Linked DNA regions of Mus musculus: region 1 is linked to region 2. The links are chromatin contacts, called in public Hi-C maps. All regions are on one chromosome and are shown on one strand. The core of a region is the stretch at or near the end of the contact, and the rest is flanking DNA. Distances in the headings are between cores, read along the strand shown. Region 1 overlaps Fign (fidgetin). Region 2 has its middle 240 kb from the start of Fign.

Region 1 (5,404 bases), core at 587-3,086, 210 kb before region 2:
AGGGTCCAAAACTTCAGGGCAAGGGCCTTTCCATTTGCCGGAGGATACAGTATCATTCTTACATAGAGAACATTTGCATTATTATTTCTCTTTTGGGCCATAACATACAGTGTATGTGCGTAATTAGAAAACAGGGACAAACACTAGAAGTGTGTTATTTTTACCCTAAGCTACAAAGATGTGACCAGAACAGAATTTACTGAATTGACCATTTAAGAACACTGCTATATTCATTGTTTCTTCTCTCTTTTTTTCCTACTAGATATGAGAGGAATAGCAAACTTTCATTGCGGAAATGCATTTGCTTATTTTGCTTTGTAGAGGTTAGGCAGAGGCTAGTAGGCAGGTATTCTCTGGTAATGCAATCTGAGGTCTTGTATGTAGTGTGTGTGTGGGATCTCATAGCAGATTATGCCTTGGGTCTGTGAGCTGAGTGGGTGATGCATGGGGTAGTTTGTAAGGTAGGACCACAGTTCAGAAGTGAGCAAGAAATATACATACTGTGGGCAATTGCAATAGTTTTGTTTTTCCCCTGCAAAGTGAAAATCAGGTTTGCAGGATTCTCTGGTCTAGACTCTAGGTCCCTGGGGATTCCTTTGTGTTCTCATGAAATGAAGTCTTTTGTACTTTTTAGTTAAGTGCAGACAAACCACTTATTTACGGTATAATGTGAGCATAGATACATTCAAATGAAAGGCATTTCATGAAAAAGTAGCTAGTTATAAAGTAGATTACATACAAATTTGGTACACAAGGCATTTGATGGACAAATACCACCTTTTGGAAAGGATATATTCCTATTCCCCATCAAGAGAAAGGTCTGGCTGCTTGAGGGATGTGTGGATATGCATTTGGCCTGCATCTCTTCTTACTGACTTCCCTCTGTGGGTTGTTGATGAGAATGAATGAAGATGTGGCCTTTTTAGGGATTTGTGTCTTCAGCCAAGCTTTAGATTTTACAACATCATATGTGCTAGCAGATTTATGAAGGTAATTCATAATCATACTATGTTAGACTCTTTAGGGGCTGAGTGGATTTTAAGATCTTCACTCAATCCTCTTGCTTTAAAGAAACATGTATATATATACATATACATATACATATATGTATGTGTATATGTATATGACATACACACATAAGCAATGACATGGTCATACGTGCAGTCATTGCTTTCTAAACATGATAGTACCTGGATATTTGAATCTCTCCTTCCATTCCTCCCTTTTTTCTCCCTTCTCTCTTCCTCCTTCCCTCTTTCCACCTTCATTTTCTCTTCCACCCTTCTTTTTTTTTTTTTTTTTCTGACACAGGGTCTCTAGGCTGGCCTTGAATTATTTTTCATCCAAGGCAAAGATGACCTTGGACTCTGGATCATTCTGTCTCCACCTCTCAAGTGCTGAGATTACAGGCATGTGCCTCTGCATCTGGCTTTCTGTACTGCAGGGCAGTGCAGCATTCAGCTTGCACAATCTCCCATCCACTCTAGTATGCTAACACATGTCCCTGGCGTTATCTCTTGCAGCACCTCCATCAAGTCTCTCCACTGCCTCCTGTCCACTCAGCAGCCTCCTTCTAACCTCACTGTTAGCTGGTTGAATGAAAGAAATCGATAAGACTGTTAAAACTATCAAGAACTTTTTAAAACGGAGAAATAATATTTTAATTACTCCTGACATGCCAGTTTGAAGCCCATATCCTACTTTATGACAGTTCAGTTTAGAAACTACATTGCTTCATTTCGGTAACTTTATTACCATTTGGCTCAGAGATTGCTATTTCGCCTTGGCCACAGATTTCATCAGTTGCCCGGTTCACCTTTGTCCGCGTTATACTTGTGAAATGACCCCTTCCGTTAGTGCTTGTCAATAGTAAATTGCTATATTCTGTGCCTAGAAACACACTGGAGGACGACAACACTTTATTGAATGACTGAGTTTGTAGTTAATTTTTTTTCCAAAATTAAAACTTAATTGGAATAGTTCTAATTGTTATTTAGTGTCCATGAATTAAGACATTGTTTGGGGTCAGCTATTTCTGATAATGTTCTTATTCTTAAAAAGAATACAAGACTTTTAGACCATACTGTACATGTCTTTGCAGACCAAGTATGTTTTGTTTCCTCTCTAATTTTCTATCCATTCTACAAAAATATAAACATGTGAGGTGGCCAAGGTTCAATAGTACTATGACACCAAATTAAATTTACATTGGAGAATTTTCTGTGGATGAATCCTTTGTCCACAGAAAGCTCTGTTTTGTTTAAAGCAAGGAATATGCACTCTCTCATGTGATGACAGAATGAAAGAAATTTCAATTTCTTACTGAAGGCTAGCTTTGAGTAATATTTCCTTTCAAACAAATAAGCAAAGTGTGGTACTTAAAATATTCATCACTATTTCGGTTATTTCAAGATTAAATGTATTTGTGTTAAACATGTAAATTTGTTAACTGTTAAAGTATTATCTATTCCATTATAACATTTATGGGAAAGAACGTCGCTGCTCACTTCTTTACAGTGTTTAGCTCCTCTATCTCATTAACAAAGCTGTTGCCAAAAATAGAACCCCCTGATAAGTTGCTTGAAAATGGAGGTAAAATAAATGCCAACCGCCTTCCAGACCCAGCTCTGGGGGACTCAATGCTGCCTGCAGAACTTTCTTGTTTGTCCAGTGGTATCAGGAAGCACCTAGGTTGAGATGAAAGAATTCACAACTTTTACTTTTCTATCACCTGAATTTCAAAGTCCTTACTTACATCATGGACTTTTGCTTCATTTTATTTTTGCTTTGTATACTCTGAAATAGCCAACCATGAGATTGTTTACCTATTTATAGGCAAAGAGAGAAGGGTGAAGGAGCCAGAGGGAGAGTCAGTGATAGAGACAAGAGAGACACTTAGAGACACTGAGGGAGAGAAAGTATGGAAGAATACTGATTTTCATTAAATTCTAGTATCTCAAATTAACATATGGTTGATTGAAATTTCATTATTAAATAGACATGAAAGAAAAAAGGTATTATTAGAAGCAATACTTTTACTAATGTTAGGCAACATGATAGCAAGGAAATAACAATTTCTCCACTTCCAGATACAGAAAATTATACCATTGCTGTGACTTTCAGGAATAGAAGAGATTCAGTGTTTGTGTAAATCTTTGGGTATATTTGCTATATATTTTTGTTTCTTTTAAGTGAATTTTTAAAACTCACTAATATATTGTAAATGAAAATAAAATTTTGTTAGATTTTCTGCCAACAAGAGTTCACCTCTGTGATGCACAGTGAGTGATTTCGACATCGTGTCTCAGAGACTGATATTAGGGTTTTGTCTAATGTTCAGATCACAATGGTATTAAACCAAAAGGATATGTATCAAAACACAAGTGGTAGGATGCTCTGCTGCAGGAAATAATGTGAATTTTGTATTCTAAACAGTGTACTTTTTACACACCTTACCAAAAAATAAATAAAATAAATATCAGTATTAAACACAGAATAAATATACATTTATTTAGGTGCAGTTTGAATCATTATATTTAGGAATGTTTTTACTATATGATACTAAAAATTCACTGTAACTAGTAAAGTCGTACTTAATAAACAGTATTAGAGCAAGTTGTTTGGGATTATTAATAGCATCATAGTTTAAATAAAATGATTAAGTCCCTGACTTCACATCCTTGTTTAAGAACATAGCTCTTTTTAAAAGGATCCATTCACAAATAATAATGGATGAAAATCACCAACATGGAAAACTATATGAGCCGAGAGCTTGAATTTACTGGTAGATCAGTTAAACATCAGCACTCAAAAGTATAAAGTTTGTGTAGCGTTTAACAGGCCTTAGAAGAGCATTTAAAGTAACTTGTGTGTAATACGCAATACTAACAGAGCTTCCCAGAGCCCCAGTGGAAGCTAAAAATGTAATTCACATGCCTGTGGCTGCCGGGATGATGAGATTATGCTGAGCATAGCTAAAGTAAGACTTTATGCCACCATGTAAATTCTCCAGATGACGAGAAATGGAAATATGTGGAACGTTCTAGCAACTTAAAAACACACATACTTCTGAATGTGTTTAAAATAGATCTTAAAGATGTCAGACTTCCTTTAGCACTTGGCACAGGATTAATTCCAAACTAGCTATGGGGAAACAACAAAACCAAACCAAACATATATCATGGCCCATTTTGTCACCAATTTTAATAGAAAGATAAAAGGTTGAGGAGGTGGAGAAGAAACGGAAATCATCCGGGTAAACATTTTGAGACTTGCTTGAAAGCTAGGGGATGCCATCAAGCGATTTAGTTGTAACGTTGGCAAAAGAAAGAATAAAAACAAACGACAAAACACAAACTACTGGAAGACCATATAAATGCTTTTTTCTACAAGTTTTTATGCGTGCCCATATTGTTGTCTTACATTTATGTGTCTCTGTGTGTATGTGTACATATACATATATGTGAGTTTATGTATATGTGTGTGTGCTTATATTTATATATATGTTCATATTTTATATGCACATCTATTTATCTTTCATCTATTGGTCTGTCTATCTATTTTTACTCATATTTAGGAATTGACCCCTGCCATCATGTGGTAATTAAGGAGGCCAAGCTGAGTCCTCATATTTTTATCTTATTGTAGGTGACCTGCATATAATTCCTCCCTTAGTTCTAAAAGCTGGGAAGATTTTTCAAAGATGTTCTATTCGGAAGATTTTAGGAATGTCAACACTGGGTTCTTTCACTTAATTTCCCCTAGTGGCTGCCAGGTGTGTAACAAGTGTTTGGACAGTATGTTGGTTTTTTGCCTCATACTGTGGGCTGCAAACCTCTGAAGAATATTGAACTTCTAGCTCAGGTTTACCCAATTTCTGTATATGAGCAAACAGTATGTTGCCATGGTATTAATTATGAGTGAGTTCTGTTGTGAGTAGGAGGAAGACATGTATCCATTTAGAAATGGCCAAAGCTATCATGAATGTACCTCCAGCTAGTCACTTTCTTCCTCCATCAGTGGATGTTAAAGGTAAAAAACACTTTTCTAATCTGAGAATTTTTTTTGAAGTAATTAATTACTTAATAAATTTTGCCTTTGTGTTTGCACGCAGACACAAACACACATGCACGCATGCACCCATGTCAGGCCAGACATGTGGAGGTCTAGGGACAGTTTGCAGGAGGCACTGTTCTCCTTCTTCCACCATGGCCCAAAGGCTTGGATACTGGTCTCCAGACTGTAGCAAGCACCTTTACTCACTGATCCTTCCTAACAGACCAGCCCAAGATTTTTTTCCTGTGATATTAAAAATGTTGAAGTCTGTGCACTTTTTGAAGCACATTACATGAAGTCTATGTAAATTGACTATGAAGTGCTGCCTTGGATGTGGCTCACCATTTAG
Region 2 (5,117 bases), core at 555-3,054:
GAGTCTCGGAGATGTGCCTGCACAGTTCTTTAACCAAGGCTTCAATGGAGTTCCACCTGCGTTGCCCGTGATCTGGATGGTGCTTTCATCCTTTACTCTCACATTTGCCTTGAACTCTGTTAAACTGAAGCTCATATAGCTGTCCCTGAAAGGTATCTGGCTGTCAAATCAACTGTGATGAGTTAGGGAAAGTTATGTGTAAGAACATTACAGGAGCATCAGGGTGATTCCTGAACTCTTATGTAGTTTGTGAAAGTCCTAATTGAGACAACCGCTTTCTTATGAACAGAATCTTTACCTTAACATTTCTTTTACCGTTTTTTTTTCTTTGCAGTTTTCACAGTGCACTTCTAAGGCACACAAGTGAGCATTGGCTCTTCCTTACATGCTACAGGTCTGAGGCAAAGGACTGTGAAGGCCAAACCCAAGCATTCATCTGTACACAGATTGTACACAGATCCCAGGCTGGCTGCTGCACGTTGGAGATAGGAACTCTAGAGATTGAGGTTTTTCCAATTGGGAGAAATAATGAGCTTAAAACAGCATATGTCTCTAACCACAGTTGACAGTTAAGTGATGATGGACATAGTAGACTCCAAAGGCGTCACTCAAGAAACAGGAAGGAAACACATAAAGAAATAGGGCTGTATATCTTCCTAGGAGTACACGCAGGAGAGGTTAGGGAATAGGCTGGAAACTGCCCGAAGTAGGGTGTGTTGCATAATGAATTACACCATGTAGCAAAAGAAGTTATTTCAGATGGGCATGAATGAGGAGGCAATTAGTTAGGGGGGGGGGAGGGATTAAACAAACTTGAAATTTTGGCCTAAAGTTGAAATTCTGGTGTGTTTCCTTGCAGAAATCAGTTATCAGTTACTAACGCCATCCTCTTTTGTATGATGAACATGGTCTAGTAAGATGAAGAGAGTGTTTACAGACATCAATAGCATTGATTAAAAAGTAAAAGTTCTGTCAAACACTAGTTTGATCTTCGTCATGGCAAACAGCCTGTTTGATGTTTTTATTGAATCAATTGATCTTTCTTCACTGGATTGATTTGTTGTTTCACCGTCATGTGGACACTTCCTAAATCAACATGGGCCCCTGACAAGATGTTTATGAAAACTTCTGACTTCATGGACATTTCACAAATTTGAAGACCATGAAACCATGTGAAACCCTAATTACAATGGATAAACAGAGTCAGTACTTCGGAGAAGGGTAGGTTTTTTTGCTTTGGTTTTTTTGTTTGTTTGTTTGTTTCTCTTAAAACTGACCTTGTGTTTTCGGAGCAGTTTAATTCATAGACTTATAAGCATTTTTTTTTCTTATCTGGTTTGAGTATGTACTTTGAATGTTGACCCAGCGATTAGATAATCCAAACCAACAAACAGAAATTGATTTCTATAGATTTGTGAAGATGGGGGCAGCTTCGGGTACAGAAGCTCCAACCACACCATTAGTATCTTTTCAAGTTCCAAACTTATACTTTATACATACTTGTGTGCCTCTAAAATCAATCATTAAACTTACTGTTCATTTCTGTTAAAATTCCTAGGTGCCCACACTGGTAATTCTAAAAATTTTACTTTCCCCCAATACTATCAGATTTACAGGCCTTTTTTCTTTTTTTCAGAAAAGTTAAGGAAAGGAGACAAAGTCCACTATATCCCATCTGTGGGAATAAAACACCAGTCATTTGGGTTGCAGATGGTGGAAGGAGAAGGCATCTTCAGTGTTTATAACAGACCTGGATTTATTGCAAAATGCTCCAGCCTATCTAATGGAAGCAGTGTTACTATTGACTGCACAGTGAGTATGACTGCACCCTTGGAAGGCTGTGGTGAGAGTCACCTACTGGGGACCATGAAGAGCCCAGAAGGTCAGTGACAAGAGCATTGGCTCATCAACTTTCAGCACACACTGGGTTCTTCTCCATCCAGATTTTCCTAAAAGATTTTTTTGTAGCCTTGCTCTTACACTATATCATGAATATTGCTTGAATGTCTCCTGTGTCATTAAATCACAGGCTCATTCATTCATTCATTCATTCCCTCAACTGTCTTAAGAACTCTACAATTACTTTGTCAATGATTTGTTGCAACAAATTCTTTTTCCTTCCCCTTATCTGTTCGACATAAGATGCTAAATATCTTTCTGTGTTTCTTTCTATGTTGTGTGACAAAATGCCTAAGAAAACCAACTTATAGGAGACAGAGTTGTATTGTGGCATAGCTTTATAGGGTTCATTCAGTGCCTTTGGTGCCACTGAGTCTGAACCTCTAGAGGCAGAACAGGATAGTGTCAGGAATATTAAGCCAAAGCTACCACCTTCGTCCATCTAGGTGTGCAGTGTATTCTCTTACACTGTAGTACCAACTCCATTACCATAGTCATCTCCTATTAGCTAACCCTCTCTCAAAATTTACTCACAGACACACCCTGACCTGAACAATTTCTTGAACTCTGGTTGCTCCCAAGTGCCGTGCCAACCTGACTAAAAGTCACATGACTAAATAGGAAGTGCTATTTCCTGTCACATTCTGATGATTCTCAGGTACTTCTAGAGTTGTATAATTGTTACCTCCTCAACAAACAAACCAACAAAACATTGCATATTTTTAGCTACCTTTTTTCTGTCCAGTCCACATAAGCACAACATTACATTACTGTTTCTTCTGAGTCTGTATTGATTTTGAGTCCTTATCTTTACCACAAACAAACATTTTAATCTCCCCAAACAACAACTGCATGGTTAACAGATGGCACTGACCAGAGTCTTTCTCTTACTGTCAATTTCTGTCTAAGAAGACTTCTCAGTCTCAGCCACTATCCCTTCTCTATCGCCTACTGCTTCCAGCTTGGGTCCTCATGATATTAACAAAGGTCACTAATATCCTTCTTATTAGTAAGTCCAACAGGATGTTAAGGTTGTAATTTGTGACATCCCTACACCACTGAACACTTACTTTACTTTTGTTACATATTTCTGTGTCCCCTCAGAGACTTTGTGTATCCTTGTAGCTCTACTTTCCAGAAAGAGAATACATTAAGAGAAAATAGAAAGAGCTTGGATATCTACTTTAATCCTATTTGTTTCTTCTAGTGAAAATCTATGTGTTAGATATACATTTCAATTTATTTAACCGCAATTTCACTGCAAAATAGGGATATTAATACCTATTGCATAAAATACACAAGAAACAAATGAGACTACGTGATACTCACTGGGACATCAGTTAGTGACATTCCTGACCCTGGTTTGAATAGAATGCTAAACTGTCTGTTCGGTTGCTCATGTTTGATCATATTTTCTCCTCTCTGGCTAATTTTACTGAATAGATGGTCCCCCTGTTACCACAGTTGTGCATTTTAAAACATAGAGTAATTGAGACCTTCACAAAGGCCACTGCATCTGACTGTTTTCAGCTGGGTAGCCCTGGCAGCTGCCTCAGAAAAGGTCATGGACATTCTTTCTGGGGGAATTTCTGTAACTGCCTGCTCATATCTGACCCAAGTCTACTCTGGTTCCATTTATGTTCCTCCTTCTTGTTGCTGGGTAGGTTGGCTTGTTTGAGCTTCTACGATAGACTTTCCTCTGGGTCTAACAGATACCCAGAGTCCTAGTTTGGGTCAAATCTTAGTCTTCTTAGCTCACAGTTTTCTCATTTCATGGTTCCTATAAAGGTTGACAACCATGTTCATAGTTTTCAGTCATTAAGGTTGCCTGAGTAGCTCTTTTAGGCTCACCTGACAGAAATCCACAATTAGCAAATATATGTAATGGCTGACACTATTTCTCAGCAGCAGAACAAGATAACTGCTTCTGCAATCTACATACACACACACACACACACACACACACAGAGAGAGAGAGAGAGAGAGAGAGAGAGAGAGAGAGAGAGAGAGAGAGAGAGAATAAATGGAATAAATGTAATTAAAATTTTAAATGCTACTTAACCAAAATCTAATCCTAGAAGTAATATTATTTTAAGGGTACAGCAAGACCAGGACATATAGTGTCTCAAGTGGGAAAAGCTCCAATAACCCCTGTCTCTACTTTCCTCTCCTATCTCTACGTTAAATATCAATCAGAATTCCATAGTTATTTCAGCTTTGCAATACACACACATCCGTGTCTTTATTATTTGTAGTACAATACTAATATCACCACTATTGATAATGATAATATCAGTGTCAGTTAATATTTATTGAAAGACTCATGTACCAGGTACTCAGCCAAAGGTTTTATAAGTCACACCATTTTGAAAAATAAACACCTGAGATTTGTTTTAGGATGCAGTCAATACTAGGGCTGGGATGTAAGTTCCCCTTTGCCAAACACAGTCTCATTTGCTATTCTATAATGTCTGATATGACCCCATCTCTTTGACAAAAGCACTTATATGCTTGATTTAAGTAAAATTTCACAGTTTTCTAACCATAGATGTCACAGAGCAGCACTCAACACATGATGTCATATAGTTGAGAGTAAACAGTAAATAAGTTATGATTCCAGTAAAGGTTCTCCTTGTATGTTCAGTTATAAGGTCAGCCCCAAGACTAGGGAAGGAGGAGAAACGGGCACATAGAGAAAGGATAAGGGAAATTGTGATCTGTGGGGTTAATTTACTTCCTAAGTGAAGACGTTCTCTGGCTGGCAAGAAATACAAGCACATCCTTGGAAAGAGTCAAAATTGAAACAGCAGTGAGCAGTCAAGGCACAGGAAATCAATGTTGAGGCACAGGGCTGTGGCTTAGAAAGAAAGGTTACTTCTCTGAGTCTTTCATTGGTATTAGACCTTGAGCATGTGGGCTGTAAATTCAAAACACTTGGTATGAACATTAGACTGCTCTGCATGCATTGCTGAAGAGAGCACCGAACTTAGGATATGAAGGTTTTTTTGTTCTATCTATCTGTTTTTTGTAACAGCGCTTGGGTTATGGATAAATCTCCTCAAGGTTATGGTCTTTGGTTTGTCATCTTTGACTTACTGGGAGTTCATAACCTTAGGGTTGTTCTTTATTCTAATATGTTGCTATTTCACATGCTTGAAACTTGGTAACAGCTCATGATTTGGGAATGTGGGCCACCACCTAAGTTGTAGATACAGAGA

What was found. Hi-C and Micro-C count contacts between places; a contact is called where the count stands out from the background.
Region 1: a Hi-C map of liver shows a contact between it and region 2, with 2.2 times the contacts expected there. The contact joins two enhancer-like sites. A contact is called at or near these places in 3 of 39 promoter capture datasets (liver, maxillary cranial neural crest and second pharyngeal arch cranial neural crest) and 4 of 484 Hi-C or Micro-C datasets (cranial neural crest, liver and nephron progenitors).

The regions. Positions count from the first base shown.
Region 1 is chr2:64,066,558-64,071,961 of GRCm38.p6, reverse strand. The region is part of intron 2 of Fign (fidgetin); the gene reads left to right. Among named protein-coding and RNA genes, the nearest start is that of Fign, 29 kb to the left of the region's middle. Within about 2 kb of position 1,836, at least 16 of the 459 cell types and tissues checked have an H3K27ac peak or open chromatin away from gene starts, as enhancers often do. A contact at or near this core is called in liver, where this site is marked.
Region 2 is chr2:63,857,903-63,863,019 of GRCm38.p6, reverse strand. No RefSeq gene overlaps it. Among named protein-coding and RNA genes, the nearest start is that of Fign, 240 kb to the left of the region's middle. Within about 2 kb of position 1,804, at least 1 of the 459 cell types and tissues checked has an H3K27ac peak or open chromatin away from gene starts, as enhancers often do. A contact at or near this core is called in liver, where this site is marked.